Linked DNA regions of Mus musculus: region 1 is linked to region 2. The links are chromatin contacts, called in public promoter capture Hi-C maps. All regions are on one chromosome and are shown on one strand. The core of a region is the stretch at or near the end of the contact, and the rest is flanking DNA. Distances in the headings are between cores, read along the strand shown.

Region 1 (4,111 bases), core at 491-2,990, 2.7 Mb before region 2:
CGCCATTGCTTCCTACCCCCCCGCCCCCAGCCTCAGTTTCTGCCACATCAGAAGTGTAAAGATCGGCTCCCTTTCCCGCTACCAAGCAATGTCTGATTTCCCCAAACCGTTGAACAGTAATCATTCAAACTCCTGAATATGAGAAGTTCCTTAACTCAGTCTCAATTCCTAACCTGGAAGCTGCCACTCAGGGCTTGCAGCAACAGATGTCAAACTGAAAAGTTCTTAACCGGTTGGCAGTAGGCACATCTTGAGGACCAGAGTAGGTGAAATCACTCAGGAAGTTTCTTATAATTAGCCACAAGGCATAGGGCAATCTCATTCCATTTTAAATTTGCACCTCTCCACCTCCAACGGCATTACCAAAGATGCTAATCCCCGCAAGAAAGCTGATTCCCCGCCCCCTTCAATCACATCCACAGCAAATCATTTAAGACCCGGCCTTGGCCTTATTTCTGCCACATCTCAGAAAAACTCATTCGCTGCCAGCGAAGCGGGCTCTGTGTTGCGCTGCAGAGACCGGAGGCCGCGGCAGACAGGAAAGTCGCGGCCACCTTGCTAGTGTCTGAAAGAGCGACAAGGTCCCTGGAGGGAGGACGAAGTTGGAGAAGATCCTCCCGGTTCCCTTGTCACCTCTTTTGCCCAATTCTTGCAAAAGTAACCCACCTCTCTCTGCTCTGCTATTCGGCGCAACAGTGACAGCTGGAAACTGCTGTCGCTTTCCCAGGCAGGGAGAGTGTGCCAAGCCCTCCCTGGTTTCCCAGCCCACCCTCGGGGACGCGGGCAGCGTCGCGGAGCACCGAGCGGCCTCCAAGAACCTGAGTCCCCTGTTTTGCACAGACTGCGCGGCGAGGCCCACCGCGCGGAGCGTCCCCGGGGTCCCTTCCCGCGGCCCTGCGCTATGCCCCGAGACTCACGCTCTTGTCTATGTCCAGCTTGAGTTTCTTCTGCGAGATGCTTTTCTGCACCCTCTTGCTGAAGGAGGCGTTGCCCGCGGGCCGGACGCAGCGCTCGCCGTCCGCGATGAGGCAGCAGCTCTGGCCGTAGCCCGGGGCGGCGGCGGGGGCGGCAGGGGGCCCTTCGCGGCTGTCCTCCTCTGTGCTGAAGCCGTTCATCTCCCCGCCCCGGCCCGGCCCCTCCGGGGGAGGACCCCTGTAGGCCACTCCGCGGCTGCTAGCCCCGCGGGGCAGCTCTTCGCCAGCCCCGCGCCCGGGTCCCACGGTGCGCCCTGGGTCAGGCGCGCTCCGAGCTCCGCGAGGCCCGGCTGCTCTGTGCTCCTGCAGCCCGGGCCCCGGCGGGGATGCACACGCCGAGGCTCCGGCCGGGGCTCACGAGGCTTCCCCCGGGATCCGGGCCCGGCCGCCCTGGGGCTCCCGAGGCCCCCGCCGGCTCCCGCCTGCTCCGCGCCGCGCGGCAAAGTCTCCACCCCGTGGCTCCCCGCGCGGGGGCCCGGCCTCGAACCTGCCGTGTCCGGGCCCCGCGGTGTGCTCGGGCCGCCCCAGCGCCTGGCCGCTCGGCGGCGCCCCGAGTCCCCGCGGCAGCCCCTGGGCCGCCCCGGCCGCCGCCCGCCCGACGCGCCGCACCACAACAGTGCGCTCCCCCGCCCGCCGCGGCACAGCGGAAGTCCCGCCTCTGTGCGCTCAATGGTCGTATTCTTTATGTAGGCGGGGCCCACGTCGCCGCTGGCAGTTCCCATTGGGCGCCATCGCTGCCGGTCTCCGGTGCCAGGCTACTTCCTGGACTCTGCTGGGATGGGTTCAAAGTAGAGAAAGTGCAAGAGGGAAGAGTTACCCGGGCTAGAGAGGACAGCGGGCCGCAGGTTTAGTCCTGGTTGTGGAGTGGGATGCTGAGATGGGTCTGGAGGGATGCAGGATGTTCTAGGCCGTTAGGATGGTAAATAGGGACCTCGCTCCGCGAGGGATGCTGAACGGGGTCTGGAAGAATGCAAGATGTCCTGGTCCGGGCCAGGAATGGTGAGCGAGGTCCTCTGGCTCTGGGGCGAGATGCTGTGTTAGGTCAGGAGGGACGCGGGGCCTCCACCTCAGGGAGTGGTGCTGAGCGGGATATGGAGGGTCGCAGGGTCTCCATTCCGGGATGGGATGTTGAGCAGGTTCCCAATCCCAGCGCGGGATCCTGAGCAGAGGTCCGGCTCCATAGTGGGGTTGTGAGCAAGCCGGTTATGGAACGAAATGCTAAGCCGGATCTGACAGGCCGCAAGGTCTCCTATGTTGAGTGGGGTCTGCGGGAAGCAGGGACAGACTTGCAGCAGAGATCACGTTCGCAGTGGACTGAAGCATCGACGTGCGGAGGAAAACTGAGGGACAAGGGAAGGGTATGGGAAGGAGACCTTAGGGAGAAAGTGCTGCCAGGAGAACAGACTGGGCAAAACGGAAAAGCCTGGGCTGGAGGATCTACGCGGCAGCGGGAGACAGGGTGCATGGTGTGGGACATGAAGCTAACGAGGAAGTGCATATGCGCGTAAAGAGGCACTGAGAGACAGGAGAGGTCGGACAGGTGAACTAGAAATCTTTGAGTACAGCGGGCACCAAGGAAGAAGGGACTTAAGGAGGAGAGCCCAGCGTCAGAGCAACCCTGGCCTGGGTTGATCTTCAGGGTGGACTTTGTGGGCTGAGGCAAAGGTGAAAAGCCCTTAGGCCACCAACGGAGGACTCACCTTCAGACTTGTTAGAGACTGATTTGTAGTTTTATTGCTTCAAGCTAACTCAGACCAACCCGGGAGGAGGCCACCGCACCCTGCCAAGACCAGGGTGTCACCTCGTCCTTGATGCAAGGACACAGGGAATTTTCTGAGGGTCGGGTCCTACAGTCAGTAGTGTTGTGGGGGAGAGGTATGGTTATGGGATGGGTGTCCGGAAAGCTCTTAAATTCTCTCCAGAGGTCTAAAAGTGCGTTTGTACAGTTTACTTTTATTAATTTCACACAGGAGACAGTATGTTAGAAAATACACCTACCAGATAAAAATTTAAGGCCACTGTGGGGGCTGAGGCTGTAATTTGGTGGCAGAGTGGATCAGCACACTCGAGGCTCTGGATTTGTTCCACATTACTACTTAAACAGGATGTGGCGGCACTGGCCTGTAGTCCCACCTTTCAGCAGGAAGATCTGAAGTTCAAGGGCATTCTCTCTCTTTTCTTAAAAGAATTATTTATTTATTTTATGGATATGAATACACTGTAGCTGTCTTTGTACTCACCAGAAAAGGGCATCAGATCCCACTACAGATGGTTGTGAGCCACCATGTGGTTGCTAGGAATTGAACTCTGGAATAACAGTCAGTGCTCCTAACCGCTGAACCATCTCTCCAGCCCCTCAAGATCATTCTTGACTACATAGCTCGCAAGTCAGTCTTGGTTTTGTGAGACCTTGTCTCAAAATAACAAAACAAAACAAAATGTGTCCATTACGAAATTGCTTATAAAAAATACTCTAAAAGTTACAAACGAGAAGAGGTGAAGCAAAATTAAACATCTTCAGAAAGTGTTAAAACTCACCAGCAACTCTGTAGCAAAGATCTCCGAGCGCTTGACAACGCCTTGTCAATGCTGAGTAATGAGCGCTCCACGGTGGTCCACACCTGCTATGCCACTGCTTGGGAAGTGTGTAGCGGGATCTGGAGTTCTTATTGAACTTGAGGCTAGCCTGGGCTATGTGAGACCTTGTTTCAAACAAAACAAAACGAGGATATAGAATTGCATATGGACTTGTGGAATGTGATGTGTGTGTATTTATTTTAAAATAAATAATACATGCAGGGTGAGAGCTGGGGAGATAACTGCTCTTCCAGAAGATCCCAGTTCATTTCCATTAAACCCCTACATAGGCTCTCCACTGCCAGAAATTCGAGCTCCAGGAAATTTGGCCTCCCTGGGAGTATGCTAGAGCCCCATCTCCAAACCAAACCAAACCAAACCAAACCAAACCAAACCAAACCAAACCAAACCAAACCAAACCCAAACAGCAACATTAACCAAGCTTTGGGGGAGGAAGGGAGGACTGAGATGATTCAGTGGGTTAAAGCCCTTTCCAATAAGCCTGCTGACCTCAGTTCTATCCCCAGCACCCGCATGGCAGAAGGAGAGAATTAGCAATG
Region 2 (4,386 bases), core at 1,471-3,970:
CAATAATAACTATCATTATACTTATTAAAAGTGTTGCATTTTTTTCATTAAAATAACTATTATAATAATATTATGATTATGGTGACAATTATAATGCTTTTTAGTAGAAAGAAAGGAAGATGCCTGAGAGGTGGCTCAGCAGGTAAGAGCACTTGCTGCTCCAACCAAGGCCCTGGGCTCAGTTCTCAGCATTCATATGTGGCTCACGACTGTTATCTCCAGTTCCAGGGGACCTGATGTCCTCTTCTGACCTTCCCAGGTACCAGGCACACAGACAGTACATCATATACACACATGCAGGTAAAGCACCCATACACATAAAACAGACATCTGAAATATTTTTATTATTTATTTATTTGTTTATTGGTTTTTCAAGACAGGGTTTCTCTGTATAGCCCTGGCTGTCCTGGAACTCACTTTGTAGTCCAGGCTGGCCTGGAACTCAGAAATCTGCCTGCCTCTGCCTCCCAAGTGCTGGGATTAAAGGTGTGTGCCACCATGCCCGGCTGAAAAAATGTTTTTAAATAAATAGAAAACCAAAAAAAGCATGGTGAGGAAGATCAGTCCCCAGGATGTTCTGCACCATGGCATATATGTGTGGGTCAGAGGACAGCTTGCAGGGGAAGGTCACTTCTCTCCTTCCATCATGTGGGTTCTGGGGATTGAATTGAGTAGTGAACCCTTTTAATCCACTGAGCCTTCTCACCTGCCCCACACTTTGGCTGCCTTACTAAGCATTTCTGTGGTGGTTTGAATGAGAATGGCCCCATAGGTTCAAAGATTTGAATGTTTGGTTTCAGTTGGTGGAACTGTTTAGGAAGGATTAGGAGGTGTGGCCTTGTGGAGGAGGTGTGTCATTGGGGGAGTGTTTTGAGATTTCAAAAGCCCATGTCCAGCCCTGTTCCCCGCCCCATCTGTCCATCAGGATGTAACACTCTCAGCTATCGCTCCAGTGCCTTTAAATGCTCCCTGCCATGATAATGGACTAAGCTCCTGAAACTGTAAGAAGCCCACCCCACCCCACCCCCCAGTTAAATGCTTTCTGTTTTTAAGAGTTGCCTTACTCATAGTGCCTCTTCATAACAATAAAACAGTGACTAAGACACAGGGTTTCATTATGTAGTCCAGGCTTGCCTGGAACTCACAGTGACCCCCTGCTTCAGCTTTCTTGCTGTTTGAACTACAAATATAAGCCCTCATGCCCAGCTCAATATTGTTTTCTGCTCTTTGGAGGGTCATTGCCTTGAATGTGTTATTCATTGCACTGGGTCTCTTTCTTCAATACAACTTTCAGAGAGTTTGTGACCCTGACACGGATTTTCTAACCTGTGCCCAGTACTCTGGAGCGCTGACTTTCAAAGCTGTTATCGCCTTCCCACGTGCAGCTCCCAGTGAGCACTCCAAGAAGATAGAAAGGAGTCTCTTGTCCTAGATTCTGACCCTATTGTCCCCATTCCCACTGCATCTGGCAAGCTTGCAGTGTCTGTCCTGAGGAGAGAAGACTATGTCACACAGATCTTGTGAGCTGGGGAAAGCTATTGGCCCAGCCTTGTGGAAAGCTTACAATGAAAGTGGGTGTCATTTATTTGCAGGGGTGTTACAAAAGCCAGGTTTGGGGGAGCATTTGACCTGGGCTCTGGGCCTTGCTACCAGCATTGTCCCTCTCTGAAGTATACTTTTATTTCATTTATTCATTTGTTTATTGAAGAGGGGAGAGTGAGTGTGTGTGCACACATGTGTGCACATGGCCTACATATGGAGATCAGAGGACAAATTTCAGGAGTTGGCTCTCTTTTTCCTGGGAATTGAATTTAGGTCATCAGCTTAGTAGCAAGCACCTTTACTCACTGAGATAATTTTAATTCATTTTCTTTTGAGACAAGGGCTCACTCTGTAGCCTAGACTGACCTCCAACTTGTGGTTGTCCTTTTGCCTCAGGCTCCTGGAACTGCAAATTGATTGGCCTTTTCAGCTCAGGAAATGTAGATTTAGTTATGAATGGGTAATGCAGTGTGTGAGCCTTGGCATGCATGTTCCTTTTCTCCTTCCACCAAGTGGGGCCTGGGGATGGAGCTCAAGTCGGCATCACAGGCAACTGCCTTTCCCACTGAGCCTGCAGCTGGCTTGTTCTTTTGGTTGCTTGCTTGGTTAGTTTTGTTTTTGAGATAAGCTCTTACTTACTCTGTAGCCTCTTCCTGAAACTCCAGCCTCAGCCTCCTAAGTGCTGGGTCTATAGGCACTCACCCTCAGTGCCTTCAGAGGTTAAAAGGCCCATGTGCTGGAGCCGGACAGGCATCTTTGAGCCACCCGATGTGGGTGTCTGGAGTTGAACCATAGTTCCCTGGAAGGGCAGAAAAATACTCTTAACTGCTAAGATCTCTCTCCAACCCCGTTCCCTTTGTATGACAGGTTATCATGTAGCCCTGCCTGGTCTTAAACCCCCTATATATATCAGACTGTCCTCGAACTTGTGATCCTCCTGCCTCCACCTCCTCAGAACTGGGATTACAGACGTGTGCCACAACGCCTGGTTTAATTGTTTTCGTTCTTTTCCCTCTCAGCTCTTTCTCATCAGAGGGTCCTGAGAACCATCTGTGGCTCCTGGGGATCTCTCCTGCCCCGGCCTCAGGTACTTCTGGCGTGGAGCGCCGCTGGCACCTGCCCTGGCCCGGCCCCGGCTCGGCCGGGGCCCCGCGCAGGCCCTGCTCTTCCGGCATTTAAGGCGCGCAGCCGGCGCGGCTGCAGCTCCGGGCGGTTGAGAGTCACAGCCAGCGGGACGCGCGAAGCAGGATGGGCTGCAGGCAAAGCCGGCACAGCCGCGGCAAGCGCGCAGAGAAGGTACCGGGAGCCCGCACACGGAGGTCTGCTTGGGGGGCGCTCAGAGGGACAGCAGAGGACACCAGATGGACAGCAGTGGGGGGGGCAGTCATGGAGATTGGGGTGCGGGGGTGGGGGTGCTCTGTCTCCGCCCGACCCGGCAATCAGAAGCCGAGTTAACACACTCAGTCCCAGACAAACTGCAGCTGACCCTGCTGTCCCCGCGGGGAGGTGACTGGTGTGTCCGTGGCAGGTGGCCTTCAGTGTGGGGCTGTCACTGTGTAGTAGAGGACAGAGTTCTTAACCTCTCTGCGCCTTGAGCTAAGGTCTAAGGCCGGCAATCTCTGATAGGTCCACAGCCGGACAGCACCAGCATCACCTGAGACCTGTTGGAAACCTCAACTCCCTGGTCTGCCCAAGGGCTGCTAGACACAGGCTGCCTCTTAACGAGTTTCGCCTGGGATCACTGCACCCTTTAGAGCCTAGGAAGCGGGTCAGGGCTTCCTGCGGGAACTGAGCGGTGCGTGGGCTGCCCTTAGGGTAGCTGGGAGGAGCCAAAGTGGGAGTTGATTTGTAGTCTCCTGCAGCTCTCTCCTCCTTCCTGTCCCTCCCGCCCCAGAGCCCTGAAGCTGGGTTAGAGCCCAAGAGACTGACTCAGGTTTCTGCCCCTTGAGGTCTGAGAAACGTCAGGAGGTCAGAGCCTAGATTCAGGGCCAAATCCACTGAGGACAGCCGGGGGCCCAGAGAAGGAAACAGGCACTCTAGAGTCCTAGTCGTTTTTTCCTGTCTGCCAGTCTCTCCACCCCTTGTGGGGATGGACAGCCCGTGAACTTCATCAGTCCCCACTGTGAAAATGATTAATTTTGCAAGGAACTTCAGCTCATTAGTCTTCCTGTTACCTCTGTTTATCTACCCCTAACTTTGTCAATGTGTGTGTGTGTGTGTGTGTGTGTGTGTGTGTGTTCTCTGAACCCTCCCCTGCACTTGGACTAACTTTTCATTGTTTTATTTTTCTCCCCATCCCCACTTTTGGAGACAGGGTCTGGTGTAGCCCAGGCTGTCCTAAACTTAATGTGTAGCCAAAGCTGGCCTTGCACTGCTAATTCACCTGCCTCTCCAATGCTGGGATTACCAGCCTCCCCACCACAGCAGGCTGGATGTTTTTGTTCAGATTTTTTAGACAAGCTCTCAATATGTAGCCTAGATTGGCCCCAAACTTTCAATTTTACTTAGCCTCCCTAATGTTGAAATTATAGGCCTGGGCTACCATACCTGGCTTCTAAGGGCTTCTTGATAACTGCAAAGCCCTTCACCTTTGCTGCCTCAAAGGGCCTCCATGTCTGCCTTGGGCCTGTGCAGCTTCGTTGGGTTCTTTTGCTCACGGTGCCTGTGAGCTGGATAGTGGGCTGCTTTTTGGCTAAGTTCCCACCTGTTCCTAACCCTCCTGGTTGGTGCTTTTTGCTTAATTTCCAATGCGGGTGTCAAGTCGTGAGCACCCGGTATATCTACACAGTCTGCCAATACCCCTGGGAGATAGAACTCTAGAATAGAGGTTCAGGAGGTCACAAG

What was found. Promoter capture Hi-C pulls out the DNA fragments that hold promoters and counts their contacts.
Region 1: a contact with region 2 is called in a promoter capture Hi-C map of liver, with 6 times the contacts expected there. The contact joins the promoter of 2010001A14Rik here to the promoter of Ccdc69 in region 2. A contact is called at or near these places in 2 of 39 promoter capture datasets (hippocampal neurons and liver) and 1 of 115 datasets of contacts at active chromatin or transcription factors (embryonic stem cells).

What each region holds. Positions count from the first base shown.
Region 1 is chr11:57,799,096-57,803,206 of GRCm38.p6, reverse strand. It overlaps 2010001A14Rik (RIKEN cDNA 2010001A14 gene), which reads left to right and starts at 1,740. Exons shown (of 4, transcript NR_131042.1): 1 at 1,740-1,973. It overlaps Sap30l (SAP30-like), which reads right to left and starts at 1,570. Exons shown (of 4, transcript NM_001081168.1): 1 at 918-1,570. The coding sequence starts at 1,115.
Region 2 is chr11:55,076,465-55,080,850 of GRCm38.p6, reverse strand. Ccdc69 (coiled-coil domain containing 69) reads left to right here and starts at 2,720. Exons shown (of 7, transcript NM_177471.4): 1 at 2,720-2,838. The coding sequence starts at 2,791.